3 separate regions of the Gossypium hirsutum genome follow, and all the other regions are linked to region 1. Evidence: chromatin contacts called from public Hi-C data. All regions are on one chromosome and are shown on one strand. Each heading gives the region's core, a stretch centred on a gene start, on an enhancer-like site or on the middle of the called end of the contact. The rest is flanking DNA. Distances are from core to core; before and after follow the strand shown. Region 1 holds the start of LOC107962444 (F-box protein At1g78100). Region 2 holds the start of LOC107962437. Region 3 has its middle 6.9 kb from the start of LOC107962440.

What was found. A called contact is a pair of places that touch in the nucleus more often than the background predicts.
Region 2: a Hi-C map of leaf shows a contact between it and region 1, with 2.0 times the contacts expected there. The contact joins the promoter of LOC107962437 here to the promoter of LOC107962444 in region 1. A contact is called at or near these places in 3 of 34 Hi-C or Micro-C datasets (anther, hypocotyl and leaf).
Region 3: a contact with region 1 is called in a Hi-C map of leaf, with 2.3 times the contacts expected there. The contact joins the enhancer-like site here to the promoter of LOC107962444 in region 1. A contact is called at or near these places in 4 of 34 Hi-C or Micro-C datasets (callus, hypocotyl and leaf).

What each region holds. Positions count from the first base shown.
Region 1 is chrA06:4,995,303-4,997,857 of Gossypium_hirsutum_v2.1, forward strand. It overlaps LOC107962444 (F-box protein At1g78100), which reads right to left and starts at 1,278. Exons shown (of 1, transcript XM_016898841.2): 1 at 57-1,278. The coding sequence starts at 1,121. The coding sequence ends at 213.
Region 2 is chrA06:5,206,132-5,208,686 of Gossypium_hirsutum_v2.1, forward strand. LOC107962437 reads right to left here and starts at 1,268. Exons shown (of 10, transcript XM_041114962.1): 1 at 785-1,268; 2 at 284-446; 3 at 3-167. The coding sequence starts at 442.
Region 3 is chrA06:5,157,724-5,160,278 of Gossypium_hirsutum_v2.1, forward strand. No RefSeq gene overlaps it. Among protein-coding and RNA genes, the nearest start is that of LOC107962440, 6.9 kb to the right of the region's middle. Within about 2 kb of position 1,283, at least 9 of the 9 cell types and tissues checked have an H3K27ac peak or open chromatin away from gene starts, as enhancers often do. A contact at or near this core is called in hypocotyl and leaf, where this site is marked.

The DNA of each region.
Region 1 (2,555 bases), core at 28-2,527:
AAAAATATCCATATCTGAAAATATAATTTTTGCTAAATAAAATATTTTTAAGAAGAAAAAAAAATAAAGTAGAAAATTTTAACTTTGGGGAAGAATGATGGCAGAGGGCATTTATTACACAAGAATTGCATTGTCCAATCGTATTTTCTTTTTCCATTTTGGTATATAAACAAAGCTACATACAGTGGAGTATATACATACAAATACAAATACTAAAACGAGTTCATTTCCAGAAGATAGCTCCTCGCCTTAAGCAATTCCCTGACAGCATCCCCATATACGCCATTCCCGAAAGCCTTCACTGCCAAATCAGCATCTTCCACGTCAGCTTCCCTCCCATTGTGGGTCCAATCTTTCACCGCCCTTACCACCACCAGCGTCGCACCCAATCTTGGCTTATGCCTCATCCTCATCCTTACACTCGGGACCACTGTCCTCCCTCGCTCCTCCTCTTCTTCCTCCATCCTCACGTGACTCTCACGTGCCTCCCTCCACTCCCTCAGCCCTTGTTTCTCCATTACCACTTCCCCTTCCCCTTCCCTGTCCGTTATAACTAACTCTTCCATCCCCTTGTGTTCCCTAACCACTTCCCGTAACAGGAAATGCCTAACGGAAGCAGCCATCAGCGCGCTTATCGTCCACATCATGCGCCTCTTCAACCCTCCCGCGAACTCCGTTTCGTAATTCCCGTCATGACCCAAACGGAACCCAAATATGACGCAGGTTTTCAACGTCTCGCCGAACTCCGCTCTCCACTTAACCACCGTGCCTTTCTCTAATTGAAGATCCCCGGCCGGTAATTCCACGTGGAGTTCCCTGATTCGTTGGAACCGGGAGAGGATTTGAGCCGGGTAAGTGTGCGTCCGGTTCGGGAGTGGACTCTGTGTAGGCTTGGGGAGGATGAAATTGAAAAAGGACTTGAGGAGGGTGAGGAACAGCGAGTCGGAGTCTGACTCCGACGAGATGACGCGGTCGATTTTCAAGAGGATCGAATCAGTTTGCGGTACGAGAGAGTTGAATCGTTTGGAGACGGAACGGCAACGTATCAGGCTTTTGACGTCGGAGACTGAGTTGAAGATCAGGAGGATCAGAGAATCCGGTAGCTGATCAAAGCCGTCCATATTTTTTTCTTCAGTTTTTGGTTCATGCTTGGCAGTTCGATATTTATATAAATTGAAAAAAAAAAGCTTTGAAGTTAATGATAAAAGAAATAAAAACAAAAGGTTTAAATTGCTCTCAGTCTCTGTAGTCTTCAGAGTTTTGAACCTTAGTCCCTATGTTTTTTATTTCTAGAAGTTTAATCTTTTTACTTGCCTAATATGAAAATTAAAGTTCATTTATTCAAATTTAAAAGAATTAAATTAAAAATATTATCAATTAAATTTTAATTTTAACATCAAACAAGTAAAGGGACTAAACTCTTGAAATTGAATTTTAAGGGACCAATATTTAACTGTATAAGAATACAGGGACTGGAGCATAATTAGACAAAAATAAAAGGCATTAAGGAGTGGTGGAGTACGTTTGACCGTTGACCTGTAAAACAGTTGGGCCCCTAATAAATTTTGGCGGGTAATGCGTCATGATCAAAAAATGTAGCGTTGTCGTTTTAATTATCCCATTGAGTCTCTCGTTTGATTTTTTTTTTTGATTAAGATTATAATTTATTTATGTTGAATTTAAAAGATTTTCTTTGATCACTTTGAAACAAGGGCATTAAAAACAATATTTTGGCTAATAAATTTCTGAAATCATGATCAAATCAACCAAGGTTTATTTAAATTTGTAATGTTTTAAAAAATATTAATTACACTATTAAAGTGAGGTTGGTCTTGGACTCTCAATGGAAGGTATTGTTTTCGTATTGAGGTTTTGTCTCATATTGTAGGAAGTATCTCGATTGATGTAGATACGACTTACAAACTCACGAGAGAAGTGTAAGAATCATGTGAAATATAATTAATTGTACATATTGTGTTTACAAGAGATAGGACTATCAACCCAGGCTTAAATGTCTTTCCTTAATATACTTGATACTACCTAACCTTCTTTGGACTTCTTTCTGCTTTCGAACCTTACAAAAGCCTAAATTTTGTGAACTCTTTTAAACTCTCTTCAAAATTGGAAGATAAAAACTGAAGTTAAAATAAAATATAATCAATCCAAGAATAATACTTAGATTGTTGAAGAAGTAAGACACTCTAAAATAAACACTTGGCTTCAATATATATTATTTCTGGAGATGAATCTCATAGTACATAAATAAATAATTAAAGGCTACCCCGCAAGTTGTTAAGATTGTCCAATCAAGAAAAAAAGTATTGTTTAGTTCGATGGAAGTCATGTATTAAATAATAGACAATATCTTGTAGATTAGTTTAAAGGGTAATTAATTTTCTAAAACTCCAACCATATCCAAGAATATCATTAAACACCATTGACTCAGGGCTAGTTTGGATGGGCGGTGTGTTTACCTTCGGTGAGGTTAAAAATAGCAGTGGCGGTGAGATTAGTTACTGTAGCGGTGAGATTGGATACTGTAGCGGTGAGATTAG
Region 2 (2,555 bases), core at 18-2,517, 210 kb after region 1:
ACCTTTTCCATCCCTTCACGGGAACCAGAAAGGCTCTCGTAGTTCTTATACTGTCTCAACCTCGTCTCACGATACTTGTCTCTAGTGAAATTAAGCCTCTCCCAAGGAATTCCTTGTATATCTTTTCCGTTTCTTGCTTCCACAGCTGATGTATCAGTTTTCGGCTTCTTCTGTTTCCGAGTAACGGCCATGCATAATCCAAAAAAGGTTAATAACATATTCTAGAATCTAAATCATTAGAATCAAAGCATAATCGTGAAAGACTTCTAAAAAAAGAACGTACTGATTCGAAATCGTCCTCAAAGTCGGAGTCAAACGAGACAAAATCAGCAGTGTCTCGCCGAGGCTCAGGTTCAGCGAAGAGATCGTCGTGCTCAAAATCATCGAAGTCGTAATAGTCATCGACAATATATTCAAGATCGTCGTTTTGAAAGTGTTCCATTGTTCTACAGTCAGGAAGCAATACAAGAAAGTTTTAGTGAAAAAAAAAACAGAGCGTTTAATGCATATATTACTGAATATCAATCAAAACAACACTGTAAAGAAAAAGGTTGTCAAATAAGGAATTCCACAAGAGAAATTACAAAAAAAAAAACTCATTCTTATGTAAGGAACAATTTAGAAAGGAAAAAGATCGCAGAAATCTATATAAACAAACACTCTTAAAGAAGGAAAAAGACTTTTAAAAAAGAGTCACAGAACAAGTCACTTATAAACGGTTTGCAAAAGTCATTCAAAAACATAAAGGAAATTGAAAAATAATGAATGTGAATACAGAACATACCTCAAAATAATGGTAGACGATAGATCAAGAAGATTCAAAGATCCTTGAATGCAAACGAACAGGCAGAACAAAGGAACACGAATTAAAAAGCACCAAACGAACGGGAATTGTAGCGGTTTTCCCGAGAAACAAACAGATGGAAATATAAACAAGAAAAGCGAAGAAGTTTTAACCACCGTAAGTACAGTTTAGAACTCGATGGAGAATCTAAAACAAAAAATGGAGCAAAAAAAGAACAAGCATTCAAGTGCAATTATGAAGGAAGAATACAGATAGATGCTTTGTTGTTTTAGAGGGTTTAGCGCAAAGGGCAATGGAGACTGTCCCCGTAGCGATACTTATAGCATTGAGCGGTGAAGACGGGGAGGGCGGGTTTGGGTAGGCAACGAGGTAGTGAGACAGTGGACCCCAAGACCGATGGGCTCTAACGGTTAAAAAAATGAAACTAAGACATGGAATGCCGTGTGCTCTGTAAGGGGCCCACTCTCAACTGCCTGAATTTTAGTGGCCAACTTTGCCGCGGTTACGGTAGTTGTGGATATACCTCCATGGGAGTCATTAAATTATTTATTAACATAAATTTATGCTCTAATTTACAATTTTTATCAAATTAATTTTTATTTTTAATTAAATTAAATTATTAATTTTTTTAAAAAAAGTTAAATCGGATTTAACAAAAATATTAATAAAAATATAAATATTATAATGATATTCTCAAAACAACCTACATAACCGTCTATAAATATTATATATATTGATATAATATTATTTATTTTATATATCACGTTAATAAATTTACTTTTTACTTAAAAATTAAAAGAAATTGTAAAAAGTTAGATGTTTTTAAAATTTTACTTTAATATGAATCTCTTCCGAGTATCCCAAATTATTAGTGTAACTTTTTTCTTAGATTTTTTCTTTTTCTTTCTTTAGCCACTTAAGTAAGTTTGGATATATTTAGTAAAATATTTGCCATCTAAGAGAGGGAAAGTATTTTACCTACTGTATACACCAATAAGGTAATAACATTATATTGTTGGGCCCATCTGCCTATGTGCAGTCCACTAGTTACGATATTGTATGCCCACGTGTTTGCCTCACATCTCAACTTTAAAAATCTTGGCGCTCTCTACACTCTCCACGTTGCTAATAGTATTGACGACACGAGTCCCTCGATTTCCCCGTCATATCACGTCGTTAAAGTAAAATGGCTTAACCATGGTTAGTTTTTATGATGGTGGATTGGTTGGTGAGGGGTATTTCGTCCACCGCTTTCTTTCCTTTTTCTTTTGGATTTTGTCCCTTTAGGTCAGTTCGGTCAGTTAAATAAATTAAGGACCCACCATGGGGAGTGGTGCTCTTGAGGGTTTTTTTTAATTTGTATCCAAAGTTTTTATATTATAAGTCAAATTTTAAATTATTATTTAATTTTGAATGTTTTAATTGTGTATTTAAAATATTATTTATTTATTTATTTTCATTAGTCTAACGTTAATTTGAAGATTAAAAGTCAAATGAAACCACTTGTATGACTAAAAGAAATTGTAAATTTAACATATAAACATATTTAAAATATTAAAAAGTGTTATTAAAATTGTGTTTTTAATATATTATGATATATTATTTTATTTTTATATATTATATACTTTAAATCACATAAAAAATCAAAGTTAATAGATTATATTATGCAATAAATTTAAAATATATTAAGGTGCTTCTAAAATTTTTTTTATCAAGTTAAGTTCTGAACTTGACAATTATTCACACATTA
Region 3 (2,555 bases), core at 33-2,532, 160 kb after region 1:
CATCATTCGAGGAAATTCTCCTACCATTCTTATTATCAAGCTCAGAAATTCTACCCCGCATTTGACGTTGCACAGCTATATTGTGAAAATAGCTAGTATTTCGGTCTCCATTCTTAAGCCAATTGACATGGGCTCGTTGCTCCCAAAACAATTATTCCTTGTCTGCCTCCAAATTAAGTCCTAGTTGGAGATCAAAAATTTCTGCTAAAATCTCGTCAAAGAGGTCCTGGTTATACAGGAAATTTAATCTATCTTCTAAATCTGCACAGACTTTGCTTTTCTCTTTTTTTTTTTTACTCCAACACTGAATCTGATAGCTCAAACTTTGAAGCTTAACCAGAATGCTTCCTGAACATTCAGTCCACCATTTTTCGACTAATCCTTCAAAAGAAGTATCCAAACACCACTTAGCCTCGAATCTAAAAGCCTTATCAATGAAGCGCTGATCCTTCTTGCCTTTCCCCACGGTATCCAAGAGAATAGGGCAGTGGTCAGAGAAGGAGTGACTCAAATGTTCAATCTAATAGCAAGGGAAAAGATTGACCCAGTCCAACGAAGTAACCCCACGATCCAGACGTTCCCTAATGTTATTACTTGAAAATTTTCCTCTCCCAAGTGAACCAGCGACCAATATAACCCAGATCATTACGATTACAATCCTCCAGTGTTAGTCGAAAAGCATCCATTTGACGTTCTGATCTGAGACGACCACATTTCTTCTCAAAAGAGCTGACAATCTCATTAAAATCTCCAAGAACGACCCAATGAATAGCTTGATCATGACTTAAGTGCCGAAGTAATTCCCAAGATTTCCTTCTATTCCTTTCCTCCGAATTACCATAGAACCCCGTTAAGCGCCAAGCAACATCACATTCATTATCCCTAATGTCAATGTCAATATAAAAAGAGGAAAAACTTCGAAGGCTAACCAAAGAGTTACCATTCCAACCCAAAGATGAACCGCCTCTTGACCCCATAGCTCCAAAATCAATCCCGTTCTCGAAACCGCATCTCAACCTGACTCTTTTCATCTATTTAGAACATAATTTTGTTTCCATAAGAAACAAAAGTTGGGGATTAATGGCTCGCAATTTGTTCTTGAGCCTTTTAACAGTTCATGGCCTCCCCAATCCACGAACGTTCCATCTTAGGATTTTTATTGTGCTCGGCTGCTCTGGTCACCAGAGCCAGCTGTTAAATCATAGGAACCACCTTCTGTATAGATACCCAAAGTGTCTAATGGGCCTGTCACAATTCTTTGACCCTTTTTTCCTTTTGCAAATTCTAATAGTTCATTTTCCTCTCCCAGGACAATATCCATGGGCCCTTGAGCCAACCCACCACTGTACAGACCACTTTTGCCCAGATTACGTCCATTAATATTCCCATTAATAAGATTTTATTGATTGGCCCTTGACGAGATTAGATTGGGATTTAACGTCTGATTCCCAAAATCGCTCCCTGATTTCCATCTAGAATCATTCTCCCAATTAAAGTTATTGCTTTGACTGACACTTCTCATGTTTACAGTACAGTAGTGCGACCCGTCAGCCTCGCACAACCACCTGCTCACCCCCGTATTCCGCCGCCTAGTTACCGCGCGCAGCGATAAATCCCATCCATAATTAATTTTTGAAGGCTCAATTTTTAATCGAAATGGACAAAAACTTTCCCCATGTCCGAGCTTTCCACAAATAAAGCAAAACATGTTTAACTTCTCATATTTAAAATGAACATAGACAGGCGAATTATCCCCCATTTGAATCTTCTTTTTACGTTTCAGCGGGGCTGTAACATCTAATCGAACACAGATACACATATATAAACTGTGGCCTAACGCCAAAGAAGATACATCATATTCAAGAAATTTCCCCAAAAACTCACCAAGCTTCTTACACATCAACTCAGACATCATCCCCGCAGGTAGATCATGAACATGAATCCAGAATTCAGTATAATTTAAAACCAACATTGAGGGGATTTCTCCTTTTTTTAATTCTTTGCAGTACTAACAGATGACCATTGAAGAACCGCGGAGTGCCAGAAATCACCTTTTGAACGTCAACCTCATTGAAAATTGGAAGAGATATTGTTTGTCCCCAAGATCCGATATGTAAACTCCTCCAATAGGGTGCCAGAGGTCCGCCATGGTATTGCGTAGCGAGGGTAAATGCACCACACTATCTGTTAAGCATCGCCCCACCAAACAGTGCTGGAAACTTTGATCATTCACTATTTCATCTCCTTGAAGCGCCTCTTCCTCTTCATCCAATAATCATAAATTTGCTAAGTCCTCTTCCATATCTTACCCAACCCAAACCCCGAAATCAAAATAGAACACTTAAAAGGAGAAAAAAAAACAGGAGCCACGCTAAAAAAAATTAAAAATGACAAAGGAAGAGCATGCCAAAAGGCAGACACAGAAAACGTGCCATAAGGCAGACAGAGAAAATATATTATGATAAATTTCACTTTTTAACCCAAATATTTTTAAATTTAATAAATACATGTTTTTATACTTTTTCAAATATGTATTATGTTAAACTCTCAAATAA